Linked DNA regions of Sus scrofa: all the other regions are linked to region 1. The links are chromatin contacts, called in public Hi-C and HiChIP or PLAC-seq maps. All regions are on one chromosome and are shown on one strand. Each heading gives the region's core, a stretch centred on a gene start, on an enhancer-like site or on the middle of the called end of the contact. The rest is flanking DNA. Distances are from core to core; before and after follow the strand shown. Region 1 holds the start of GCAT (2-amino-3-ketobutyrate coenzyme A ligase, mitochondrial). Region 2 holds the start of POLR2F (DNA-directed RNA polymerases I, II, and III subunit RPABC2). Region 3 holds the start of MICALL1 (MICAL-like protein 1).

Region 1 (4,065 bases), core at 965-3,464:
AATAGCTCCAGGCCATCTCAGTTCCTGCCTGCTGGTCTTCCTTTCCTGAACAGAAACAGGTGTAAGGAGCTCTGCAGGTGGGGCCATGGATGCTCAGAGAGGTAGAGTCTCTCGCCCAAGGCTGCACAGCAAAACAGAAGCCTGAAGCCCACCCTTCTCGTAGACAGCTCTGGGGCTGCGTGGGCCTAGAGTGCTGGGAGGAGCTGAGCCGGCAAAACCAGCCCTGCTGACAGTGGAAGCAAACATCTGGGGTCAGTGCCCAACGCTGGGGACCATCCCCACCGCCCCCGGCCGCTCTGTACCTGGGTCCCACAGATGAATCGGACAGAGCTAAGGCCGGCTCCAAACTCCTCCAGGGCCTGCAGACCTGCCTGGATCACCTCGGGGTGGCTGCTCAGGCCCAGGTAGTTGTTGGCACAGAAGTTAATGATTCCTGAGGTAGAGGACAGGGGACAGACACTGCAGCTCAGGACAAAGAAGGACCTGGAAAGATGTCAGTGCCAGGCCTTGGGAGCTCAGAGAGGAAATGAACCTGGATTCGCCCCTGAGGAGGCAAGAAGCACACAGTTTGATGTGTCCTGGGGCAGAGACCAGGAGGGGGAGCTGGGAGCCCCAGCGAAGCACTGAGTCCAACAGTTACAGGAAAAGGAGGGACAGATAGGGACCCTCACAGCAGCACCTCGGAGGACGAGGAGTTTAAACTCTGGTTTTGCAGCGGAAATTATCACAACATTGTAAACGAGCTCTACTTCAATAAAACTTAAAAAACAAAACAAACAAAAGGACTTTGCACATTCCACCCAAAGCGGAACCGGCCGTTCCTCACTGGCTTCTCCTGTCATTGAAGCTCACCAGCAACCCTTCGTCTGGGCCCTGGTTTCCTCGTGGATGACAGGGGACAGCTGGGTCAGAGGCCCGCCTTGGTCCCCACGCTCCACACGGCTGGCTTTGCTGCCTAGTAGAGAAGCGCATCAGAACCTGACCCTTGAATTATAAAGCCCAAAGCGAGCACAGCTGACCAGAGGAGGCAAGGTTTACTCAGCCTGGGAGAGGCGAAAGCAGGAAAAGAGCCTCGCTCTCCTCATTCCCCATCTTTTGACCAGCTCCAAGCTTCTCTGAGGGCAAGGCAGGGCCTTCCAGGGACCTCTGTTTTATAAACGAGCACAACAGCACCAAGGAGTCCATGCCCATTTCCTGGGCAGATGGCAGGTTTGGGGGTCCGCTTGTCACCAGCACCTCCACCTGGTGGGGCCAGGCACAGACAAGCTGTGGGGTGTGAGACAGAAACAAGGGTGGCCTGGTGGGCCAATTCATGGTGTGACTTCTGCAGCAGCCCTGGAGCCCTTTGCTCACTGTGATTTTGGCCAGTTAGCTGACCTGCTAGTTCCATATGCCAAACCAAACCAAAGCCCAGCTCTGCCTGCAGCTGGCTGGGGCCTTTCCCGCCAGCCACTTCACATCTCTGAGGGTCAGCTTCTTCGTTTGTAAATGGGATTGGTCATCCCCACGTTTTGAAGTTTGCAGAAGTCCAAGTGCAGCAATTAATAGAAGCCTGAACAAAGCAGCGGCTCCAGAAACGCAGAAGTTCATGCTGCCGCCTTCTCACCACCCTCCCTTGAAGCGGAAGAGTGAGAGCCCGCTGGTATCTCTCTATTTTTTTTTCTCACATTCTCACAGCGCTTGATCTCGGGCCAGCCGTGCCCTCTGAATCAAAAAGGGGCTTAAGGGCAAATTACCTCCCTTCGCGTTAACCAGGTTAGAGCTAACCGCGGGAAGCCGAGAAGTCGACAAGTCGGCCTGACAGATGGGGAAGGGTACAGCAGCGACCTGTGCAGGTGCTCCTGCCCGCCCACGGCCTCCAGGACCTCCATTCCAGCCCAAGCCTCAGAACGGCCCTCGAACGCCTGGCCAGGTCTGACGATTCCCAGCAGGAGCGGGGTCCATTACCTCCCGAGACGCCGTCCACGTGTATGCGCGGCCCCTGACGGGACGTGATGACCCGCTCGCTTTTCCAGGTGCCAGCCTCGCGGATGCCTTCCAGCTCCTCCTCCAGAATGCCACGCAGCTGAGCCAGCGCTGACTGCGGGCGACAGCCGCGGGGGGCCCGGGAGAGGGCAGCGCAGAGGATGCGGCCGGCCCACATCGCGTCCACCTCGCCGGAGCGCGCCTGCCCGCTGCGGGCTGTACGCACGGAGACCCCCGCCTGATCACGTGGCGGGGGCTGGGCCCCGACAGCCAATCAGAGCGAGGGGCCCCCGCTACTGGGGCAGGGGAGGCGGACCCAGGGATGGGCGGGCGGGGCCTGGCGGGATCCGCAGTGGACGAAAGTGGATTGGTCTGTAAATTGAGACTGGAGCTGTCCTCAAAGGGGGAGGGGAAGTGACGGGGCGGAGGAACGCGCGTCCGGGCCTCCAGACCCCCACCCATCCCCTGCCTGCACACTTAGCACTCGGAAGGTTAAGGGGATGCCCTACGGGCGCGGGAGGCAGGCGCCGGGAAGCGGGCTGAAGCACATTCTGTACGCTCTAGCCCCAGGGTTGCCCCGGTTCTGTCGAGCTCTTGGAACCCTCCCCCATTCTCAGGTGCAAACGCCCCCGAGATTTCCCCCACTCCTTGCCCATCCGATTGCTACGCATTCTCCTCCAGGCTTGGAAGTGAAGAAAAACACACTGCACGGGCTTTTTCCTTTTTTTTTTTTTTCAATTTTATTTTAAAGTTTCAAAATTACAAAGACAGCAAATTCTTCCCGGCACAAATAACACTTGTTTAAAAAGTAAAAGGGGGTTGGGATGGTGGGGGGGGGAGGGGAAGGACGCACAATTGCGCGTTTTCCCATTTTATTACAAAAAAGGGAAAGACTGTACAGGTTTTTTCTCCCAGCTCCCGGGTGTGAAACGTTAAGTCCTAGCCCTAGATTGTATATATACATATACACACATACACACAGACCTAGCTCTGTAAAACTACTTAGCAATTCAAAGTCAACTGCAGTATGTCTCACTGTCCACTCCCCGCCCCCCTCCTCCCCCATCTACAACTACTCATAAAAGACTCAGAAGTAAAGAGGTCAGGAGGTTTTTAAGTGGCGGGTGGCAGGGCTGGAGCCCCGGCCGACCACCTGGCAAAGCCATCTCTTGTACAGGAGGAACCAAAAATCAGGCGAAAAGGAAAAAAGGTCCTCCTAGGATGCAATCCGATGGTGTGGAAAAAAACCAAGTTTTAACAGGGCACTCTGAGGCACTTGGCTGACCCACTCCCCACCCTTCCCCCAAAGCTTCCTCTGCTGTTTCACAGGAGACCTTCGGAAGCCACAGAGGTCTCCCAATAGCTAGTCTCCAGCTGATTCTGAGAAGCCACAATTTCTAGGACCAGCTGTCATTTTGACCTCCTCCCCTCACCTAGGACAATAGGGAGGCTACAGGGGCAAAGGAACAGAAGTGAGAAGGAAACTGGATGTGGATGCCCCACTGCTCACCACTGGGAGGTGCAAATCAGCCCAGACAGGGTTTTTTGTTTTTTTTTTTCCCCTGCTCCCTCCTTTGCCGTCCCACTGATGCCACCTCTCTCCTCTCCGCTAACGTTCTGCAACTCACGAGGAGTGTTCAACTTAAAACCTTACCAAGGCTGGGCTCCCTGTCATCTTGCCACAAGCTACCTTGCCCCATTCTCCCCCGACTTTTACCTTCCGAATGAATCAACCATCCAACTGAACAAAACACACAAACCCACCCAAATCCCCCAAACCATAAGTAGATTAATGACAAATTAACAAAACAAAATAGAAGTACATCATTACAGAGATTTGTCGTTGCTGTCCTTGCATGACTGCTTCAAGAGAAATGAATTATTCCCTAATTTCTGAGGAATCCAAATTCTGTCTCTTTATAAAGTCAGACGAGGAAGGGGCAAAGGGTTGCAGATGAGGATCAAGTGAGAAGAAAAAAGTATTTACAGAAAACAGGAGACAGGCAGGAGTGTCCACAAGAAAAGCCTCATTGTCACTTCTTCTTGCCGGCCCTCTTGGCACTGGACTTCGCTTTGGGCTTCACTGGTTTGGCCTTCTTA
Region 2 (4,065 bases), core at 1,058-3,557, 120 kb before region 1:
TGCCACTCCCCAGCTCAAAACTTGTCCGTGGCTTCCCACCACCTGCAGGCTACAACATCCTGCCTGACCTTGGCCCTTACCTCTCCAGCTTTATTCCAGGTCACTCTCCCCCTTGCTCTTTATGTAGCCCCACCCTGCAGCGCTCCTGGTACACAATAAACATTCAACACATGTTTGCTCAATGAATGAAGGGGATATTTCACCTGTCAGTAAACTAACCACCCCAGAAGCTACAGGCTGTGGTCCAAGTGGACAAAATCCTTCAGGCCCACCCTGCGGGCCACCTCCACCACCCAGGACTAGACCTCTCCTCACTCTAACTGGCCTCACTACAGACAAGAAGCAGATGCATTCAGTCATCACTGGCCGGGCTATCTGGCAACTTGGGCTGCCGAGAGGAGAGCCCAAGGCTAAACACTTACCTCCTCGGCATTTTCCAAGTCATCTAGCCCTTCGTCCTCCTCCACATCGTCAAAGTCATCGCCATCAAAACTGTACAAGAAGAAAGCAGAGCATCACTTACAAGAATCAAAGAGGGCATAGATCTGATAAGCAGGAGGTGCTCAATAAATATGCACTTACTGAGTAAATCATTTTATAATAATAATTTATTAAGTCATTTGATGTCCTCAACTTACTAAAACAAAGCTTCCTTTTCTTTTCTTTTGGTTTTGTCTTTTCTAGGGCCACACCCGCGGCACGTGGAAGTTCCCAGGCTAGGAGTTTAATCAGAGCTGTAGCCACCAGCCTACACCAGAGCCACAGCAATGCCAGAGCCAAGCCGCATCTGTGACCTACACCACAGCTCATGGCAACGCCGGATCCTTAACCCACTGAGCAAGGCCAGGGATCAAACCTGCAACCTCATGGTTCCTAGTCAGATTCGTTAACCACTGAGCCATGACAGGAACGCCAAAGCTTCCTTTTCTATTCCCTCCAGAGCCCTATTTCCATGCCCCCCTGTGGGAGAAAAATTCATGAAAGAGTCGTCCATCTTCGCCATTTCCAATTCTTCTCCTCACATTCTGTCATCATCTCACTCCCAAAGACTTTCAGCTCCTTGGCTCCACCAAAACCACTCCTTTCAAGTTCATCAATGATTTGCACGTTGCTAAATCCACTGGTCTATTCTTGTTCTCATTTAGCCTGATCTGTCAGGTGGCACACCGAATCACTCCCTCTCACTCAAAACACTCTCCACTGGAGTTCCCGCTGCGGCGCAACAGGACTGGCAGCATCTCTGGAGCACTGGGACACAGGTTCGAGCCCTGGCCCGGCACAGTGGGTTAAGGATCCAGCACTGCTGCAGCTGTGCCATAGGTCACAACTGTGGCTCGGACCTGATCCCAGGCCCAGGAACTCCAGATGCCACAAGGGCGACCAAGAAAGAAAGAAAGAAAAGGACACCTCGCGGTCTTGGTGTTCCCCCGCCTCACAGTGGCTCTTTCTCAGCTTCTCTTCCCTCCAGGCACTCCACAGTTAGGATGCTCTGACGCTCATTCATCTCCTCTTCTCTACTGACCACCCACCCCCCTGCCGCCTCCCCATGATCGCCCCCTCTCTTAGCTTTGACTAATACTCTTATGCTAAAGACGCCTCTATTTTTGTCTCTCCTCCACACATTCAGGGAATCTTTCCGGTTCTAGCTTCAAAATAAACCCAGAAATCAAAACCACTTCTCACTACCTCTACTACGATTACCTAGTACAAGTCACTCCTTTTTTTTTCCTGGATTACCGCAAGCCTCCCAGACTTTTACCACCTCAAGTCTCCCCAGACCCTCCGCTGGGTTTCTTTTACATACTTCGTGCAATTCACACGACCCCTGCAGTATCCGTCTGTGGGCCTGTCCCCTTTTCTAGAAAGGGCCCCCTACCTGAAGAGCAGGAGCTATGCCTAATTCACCTCAGTAATTCCAAATCAAGAGACAGAGCCCGACTCCGTGAAAGTTTGTGGAAAGATACCACGTTCACTGATTCTCTCCGGATCCTCAAACTGGGGCTTTTCTTGGCCCAGCCTGTGACCAGGTCTAAGCTCCTGGTCCCCCCGCCTTTCCCTTCTTCAGCTCCGCGGGCCCCTCAATACCCCCAGTCCCCTCACGCATTGCCCCTCGGTTAACGGCTCCTTAACCTCCTTTGACCAGGCTCGGCAAAGCTCACTTTGCTCCCGCACTCACTTGTCCTCGTTGTCAGACATGACGCCCGCGCCGCAGCTCCCTGGTTCTGCGCTAAGAGTCGCGCGGAGACCCGCAAACTGCGCGCCTCCGCCACGAGCTGCGCCACGCGCACTCTGCGCCTGCGCTGTGACCTAGAGGCAATTGCTTCCGGGAGGATCGGCAGGGCGATAGTGCGCACGCGCCGAGAAGCTAGAGCTTGTTACCATGGTAGCCAGAGTGTATAACCAGAGCTTGAGCAGCGGAGATCTCAAAAGCATTCCTGCAGGGCTCCGGCGCGGGTGCTCCTTCAGAGCCTAGCGGCCACTCTCAGTGGGCACCCAGCCGGAGTCTTACCTAAGAGTGAGGTTTCCGTTTGGGTCTATCACACAACGGGCAAGGTTACCCTAACGCCCCTTTCCTCCAGAGGTGGCTTCCCTGCCACAGGCGCCGGGTCTGGATGAGGTCTCTGTTCGCATGTGTGTATCTGCCAGTGGATCTGTTCCGGGTGGGAGGATTGGGCACTGTCGCGATATTGATGGGCGGCGTCACGATTCTCTTGCGGGCCCCGCCCCCGCCAGACCCAAACTTTGGGTGGTGTTGGGGATGCGGAAGCAGAGGTTGTATATGGGAGACAGGGGGTGTGTCGTCGCGTTTTTCCCTCCTCAGAGCCCTCCCATGGCTTCCCAGGAGAGGGTGGAGACTGTGACCAAAGGAACTGGCTTCTGGCGCTGCCCCAAGCCGGCCGCTTACACCCCAAGAACCTGCGAGCTGCTCAGAGGTCAGTGGTGGTCGGGCGGGGCGGGGCGGTGGTGTCAGTGCATGAAAGGACAAAAGGAGAGCGGTAGTCACTGTTAACCTCTGTAACTCAGTTCTCACCTGCATGACTTATGGCTTGCAATTGCTGTTTTCATTTTTCAGATAAGAAGCCTGGGGTTCAGGAAAGTTTGGGGGTCCTGCAACTCGAAAGTGGCCAAAAGTCAAAGAACTCACGAATTTTAGAGTAGTTAACTGCTATGCATCCCTTATATCACACTTTTTTTTTTTTGGTTATTCTTTTTTTTTGTAATTGTTATTTCCCCAATACAATTTTTTTTTTCCTACTGTACAGCATGGTGACCCAGTGACACATACTATATCACACTTTCAATTTCTCCAGAGAAGCCTTATTTCCTCCCCACCCACCACCAACACAGTGCAACCAACCGTTAGGTGCCCACACACTCCCAGTGCCTTTTCCTTCACTGGGCTTAGCGTAACCTGTAGTCAGATACCTTGTGTGTCCCTATGAATTCATGTTGAATTAACATCCATCTGCCCTTCTAGTTCATGAACTCCCATCAGGACACGGTGCCTGTTTTGGCTCGCAATTGTAACTCCAGCCCCTGGCACATGCTTAATGACTGCTTGTTCATTCACTCAACAACAACAAAAAAAGATTTTAAGCCCACTGTGAGCTTTTAGACATTGTTCCAGTTGCTGATGATACAGCAGTAAAAAAAAAAAAAAAAAAAGAAAAAGAAAAAAAAATCTTGTGGAGTTCCCTTCGTGGCTCGTGGAAACAAATCTGACTAGCATCCATAAGGACGCAGATTCCATCCCTGGCCTCACTCAGTGGGTTAAGGAGCCAGCATTGCCATGAGCTGTGGTGTAGGTCGCAGACATGGTCGGATCTGGCATTCCTGTGGCTGTGGTGTAGACCAATGGCTACAACTCCGATTCAACCTCTAGCCTGAGAACTTCCATTTGCAGCAGGTGTGGCCCTAAAAAGGCAAAACAGAAAAAAGAAAAAAGACTTGCATCCATGGAGCTAATATTTCAGTAGGAATGTTACAATGATAAATAAGTAAAATATATAGAACTTAGATGGTGATGGGTGCTATAGAAAACAATGAAGCAGGAAAGGAAGAGCG
Region 3 (4,065 bases), core at 972-3,471, 81 kb before region 1:
CCTCCTATCTCCTTGAAGACTTCGTGACCCGTGAAAGGCCCTCCCAGCCTGGCCCTCTGATGTAGCACTTCCTACGTGGAGTTATCAACACTCCCAAAGGCCATGGGAGACTGTGCGGGGTTTATCCTCGGTTGGCTGGTTGCTGTTTCCATTACCAGGCAGAGAGCAGAACTCTGCAGCTGCTTGTGGAATAAATGAAGGAATAAGACACTCTCGTCACCCCTTCCTGCCTAATGACACCATTTAGGATAACTAATTTCAAGGATGTGCATTATCCCATTTCGTCCTCACAAAGATCCTGTGGGGTAGGGCTTGTTATCAAGCCCACTTCACAGATGAGGAAACTGATGCCTGGAGGGATCCGGGGATTTTGCCAAGGCTGCACCCCTAGGACTCAGAGGAGCCGACCGCAACTCAGGCCGCCTGTGCTTTGTGCTGGCAGCCTCAGGTCCATCGCGAGGCTTAGCTCGGCACCGAGTCCTCTCACACACTGGTCCTGCCTCTGCCTCACCATCTGCCCCCCAACCACAACAGAAGACCCCTCGAGCCCGAACACGAGGGTCCGGTCTGGGTGCCCTTCTCCAGTCTTCAAGCCTCGGCTCCTGAGCCCCCCTTACCCTGCATCACGTGTCCCACAGTGGGCGGCGGCCCACCAACATCACCTGTCTCATTCACTTCTGCATCTATCCCCCCCCCAAACCCTCTCCTCCACGGCTCGACCCACCACCCATAGACACAGTACGACGAGGAGGTACAGAATAAACAAATGCATCTACATACACACTTGAACCCTGGAAGCAATGCTTCCCTTCCTTCTCTCCTTCACCAAAGCCTCCCCAGGGCTGTCCTTGGGGGGCACAGGTGGAACAGAAACACAAAGACTCCAGACGCTGCCAGGCTCCGGGTGGGGGTGGGGCGGGGAGCCCTGTCTGAGAGGCTGTCCACAGATGGGCCAGGACCATGACTCTCGTGTCTAATCTGCAGATGAGACGGAGGTACAAGGAATGGCAGGCGCCAGATTAACTTGCACTCGGTGTTTGATGAATGAGTGAATGAGTGAGTAAGTGAATGAATGAATGAATGAATGAATGGAAGAGGTTCCAGGGCCCAGTGGCAGAGGAAGTCAACCGCTCTAGGGTCTGAATAAATTGTCCCATGGAGCCTCACTGGGCAGCCAGGGGCAAGAAGGGGCCCATTTCACACCCTGGAGCAGCCCCTCAGGGCTGCCTGTCCGTTGGACCTTAGGAGTCGGCTCTCAGCCTCCCTGCGCAAGGGTGGACGGGAGTGTGCTAAGACACACACCCGCAGAGGCAAGTCTGTGTTCTACTAAGGGAAGGGTTATAGCCACTCATCCGACCTCTGCTAACCTTGGGTCTCCTCTGTGCCAGGCACTGTGCTAGTGCCCTGAGGCAAGATGGGGGAATCAGAGAGCTAGGGCTCACTGTTCTCTGAGCCAGGGGGCCCCACAGAGGGAACACGGCCTCAAGGCCTCACGGGGAGTTGGGGGGTGCTGATCAGGGTGCCTGTTGGAGAGTCCAGTGCCAGGAAGGCTCGGGATCCCTGAGGAGGGCTCGGTGTCCCCTCAAAGAGTCAAGGTTCTGGGGGCCTCGGGCTCCGGTCCGGAGCCCTGTGGGGCGGGGCTCGGACCGGGCCCTGGGACCGGCATGCGGGGCGGGCTCAGGGACCCAGGGGGCGGGATCCAAAGGCCAAATGGGGGAGGGGCGCCCTGGGTGGAGGGGTCTCAGCGTCCCGCGAGGCGCCGGGGGCCCGCGGGAGGGTCGGCGTCTGGGTCTCCGGGGGCGGCGCCTGCCGCCGCCCGGGCTCCGCGTCACTGAGGGGGGCGGGGGTCCCCAGCTCCAGCCCGCGCCGCCCTGCGCCCCGGCCGCCCTCCCTCCCGGCACTCACAGCAGGTCGGGCCGGTGCCGGTGCAGGATGGCGCAGAAGGCCAGGCCGTCCCGGAAGGAGCTGCTCAGGTCGCGGATGTCCACGCCGCGGTAGCCCTCGCACTGGCGGCGGCACCAGGCCAGCAGCGCGCCCCGCGGCCCCGCCATGAGCCGCGCGGGGCTGGGACCCGGCTCCGGGCTCGGCCGGGACGGGGCTTCACCCTGGGGCTGGTTTCCGGCTGCAGCTGCGGCTCCGGCGAGGCCTTGCCCGGCGCCTCTCCGAGCTCCGGGCGCGACCCGCAGGCGACCGGCGCGGGGCGGGGAGGAGGCGGGGCTGCGGCCTCGGAGTCCTCGCACGGGCTCCTGCGCTGGGTCCCGGCTCGGCTGCCTGCTGCCCGCCCGGCCCTGCCCGGACCTGCCCGAGCAGCCGCCGCCCGCGTGGCCCGGCCCGGCCGGCCGCCGCCTACTCACCGCCGCCCGCTCCCCTGGCTGTGGGCCGGCCGCGGGCGCGGGCGTCCCGCTGGTCTTGGTCCCCGCCCGCCGCCGCCGCCGCCGCCGCCACGGCGGGGGAGCGGGGAGGGGGCGGGGCCTGGCGCCCCACCCAGCGGCGGCCCCGCCCCCCAGAGCCGACCCCCGCCTCGCCCGCCCAGCACCCCACCGCCCCTCTCCGCGGCGATCCCGTTCACCCCCTCCCCACCGTGGACCCTCAAAGAACTCTGGGATGTCCCCGAACCCCTCACTCAGCGCCAACGAGCCCCTCCCCACAATGACTTCCTCCCCCTCCACCACGCTGCCCACCGGGAATTCTCCTTTTGCTGCCATCCTGAGTGCTTCCCTCTCTTTGACCCAAGGACCTGCAAATCCCCCACGCTCCCCTGGCCTGAAACTTTGGGGAGGCGCTCCCCCGGACTCAGGCCAGTCCGGCAGTTCCCCTGCGGACCCCAAAACACCCCCAGATGACCTCTAGCTTCCCTCATCCTGTCTCACTGCTCCAGAACCCCCCTGACCTCAAGGTCTCTCCCCCGCGCCGGGAATCTGACAGGGAGGCGCCAAGCTCCCACCCCACCCCAGCACTGTCAGTCCAGGTGTCCCCTCAGGGATGTATCTCGCTGATCAAGAGTCCTGCCGAGTTCTCCTCACCCCCTGTGTTGGCTCGAGGATCTCCCCCCTCCCCACGGGGCATCCTGATTAGAGTGGTGGTGGCTTGGGTTCCCACGGCAAGGACCTATAGGAAGCATTGGGTGCCTGATCTTGGAATCTCTCCAGCCTCATTCTCCTGCTCCGCCATTAAGACCTGGGTCAGCCACCCTCCCCAGGGGCCTCGCCTGATCTCCAGGAGATGAATCAGCTTCCACTAGGCTGCCGTGGCGGTGACATCACTCTGAGCAGTGCAAGAGTCGGCTGGGATGAGTCTGTCATACCACCCCCCAAAGAAAGGAGCAGGGTCCTAGTCGTCTCTGTCAGCCTTCAGCCCTCAGAGGAGTGGAAAGAGCAGGGGGTTGGGAGTCATATGGACCCAGCTTCCAAGCCTGGCTTTTCCCACTCACTCAGCTCTGCGATCTTGTGCCTCCATGAACCTCAGTTTCCAAGTCTTTTTTTTTTTCTTTTTTTTTTTTTATGGTTTTAAGGGTTCCCTGGCAGCTCAGCAGGTTCAGGATCTGGCGTTGTCACTGCTGCTGCTCCAGTCACCGCCGTGGAGTGTGTTTGATCCCTGACCTGGGAACTTCCACATGCCACAGGCACAGCCAAAAAACAACAGCAAAAACAACAGAAAATAAATGCCTTTAGGAGTTCCTGTTGTGGCTCAGCAGAAACGAATCTGACTAGTATCCATGAGGATGCAAGTTTAATCTCTGGCCTGACTCAGTGGGCTAAGGATCCTGTGTTGCCATGAGGTATATATAGGTCACAGGCAAGGCTCGGATCTGGTATTGCTGTGGCCGTGGCATAAGCCAGTGGCTACAGCTCTGATTCAGCCCCTAGCATGAGAACCTCCATATGCCGCCAGTGTGGCCCTAAAAAGACCAAAAACAACAACAACAAAAAAAGCCTTTAATAGTTATTGTGCATCCTGTAAATTTTTTTTTTTTCTTTTTTTGGCCCCACCCATGGCATGCAGAAGTTCCAGGGCCAGGGATCGAACCTTCACCACAGCAGAAACCCAAGCCACACACTGACAACT

The links. A called contact is a pair of places that touch in the nucleus more often than the background predicts. HiChIP or PLAC-seq counts read pairs in DNA pulled down with a chosen protein or histone mark.
Region 2: a Hi-C map of skeletal muscle shows a contact between it and region 1, with 3 times the contacts expected there. The contact joins the promoter of POLR2F here to the promoter of GCAT in region 1. A contact is called at or near these places in 2 of 5 promoter capture datasets (fetal liver and liver), 15 of 47 Hi-C or Micro-C datasets (alveolar macrophages, blood, embryonic fibroblasts and 7 more) and 2 of 2 datasets of contacts at active chromatin or transcription factors (alveolar macrophages and skeletal muscle).
Region 3: a contact with region 1 is called in an H3K27ac HiChIP or PLAC-seq map of alveolar macrophages. The contact joins the promoter of MICALL1 here to the promoter of GCAT in region 1. A contact is called at or near these places in 1 of 47 Hi-C or Micro-C datasets (embryonic fibroblasts) and 2 of 2 datasets of contacts at active chromatin or transcription factors (alveolar macrophages and skeletal muscle).

Annotation. Positions count from the first base shown.
Region 1 is chr5:10,036,265-10,040,329 of Sscrofa11.1, forward strand. GCAT (2-amino-3-ketobutyrate coenzyme A ligase, mitochondrial) reads right to left here and starts at 2,215. Exons shown (of 9, transcript XM_013997525.2): 1 at 1,948-2,215; 2 at 303-433. The coding sequence starts at 2,143. LOC100510904 (histone H1.0) reads right to left here. Exons shown (of 1, transcript XM_003126037.4): 1 at 2,680-4,065. The coding sequence ends at 3,999.
Region 2 is chr5:9,915,414-9,919,478 of Sscrofa11.1, forward strand. It overlaps POLR2F (DNA-directed RNA polymerases I, II, and III subunit RPABC2), which reads right to left and starts at 2,308. Exons shown (of 5, transcript XM_003481541.3): 1 at 2,177-2,308; 2 at 423-492. The coding sequence starts at 2,196. It overlaps C5H22orf23 (UPF0193 protein EVG1), which reads left to right and starts at 2,373. Exons shown (of 7, transcript XM_003481544.4): 1 at 2,373-2,631; 2 at 2,822-2,933. The coding sequence starts at 2,831.
Region 3 is chr5:9,954,777-9,958,841 of Sscrofa11.1, forward strand. MICALL1 (MICAL-like protein 1) reads right to left here and starts at 2,222. Exons shown (of 16, transcript XM_021091499.1): 1 at 1,906-2,222. The coding sequence starts at 2,051.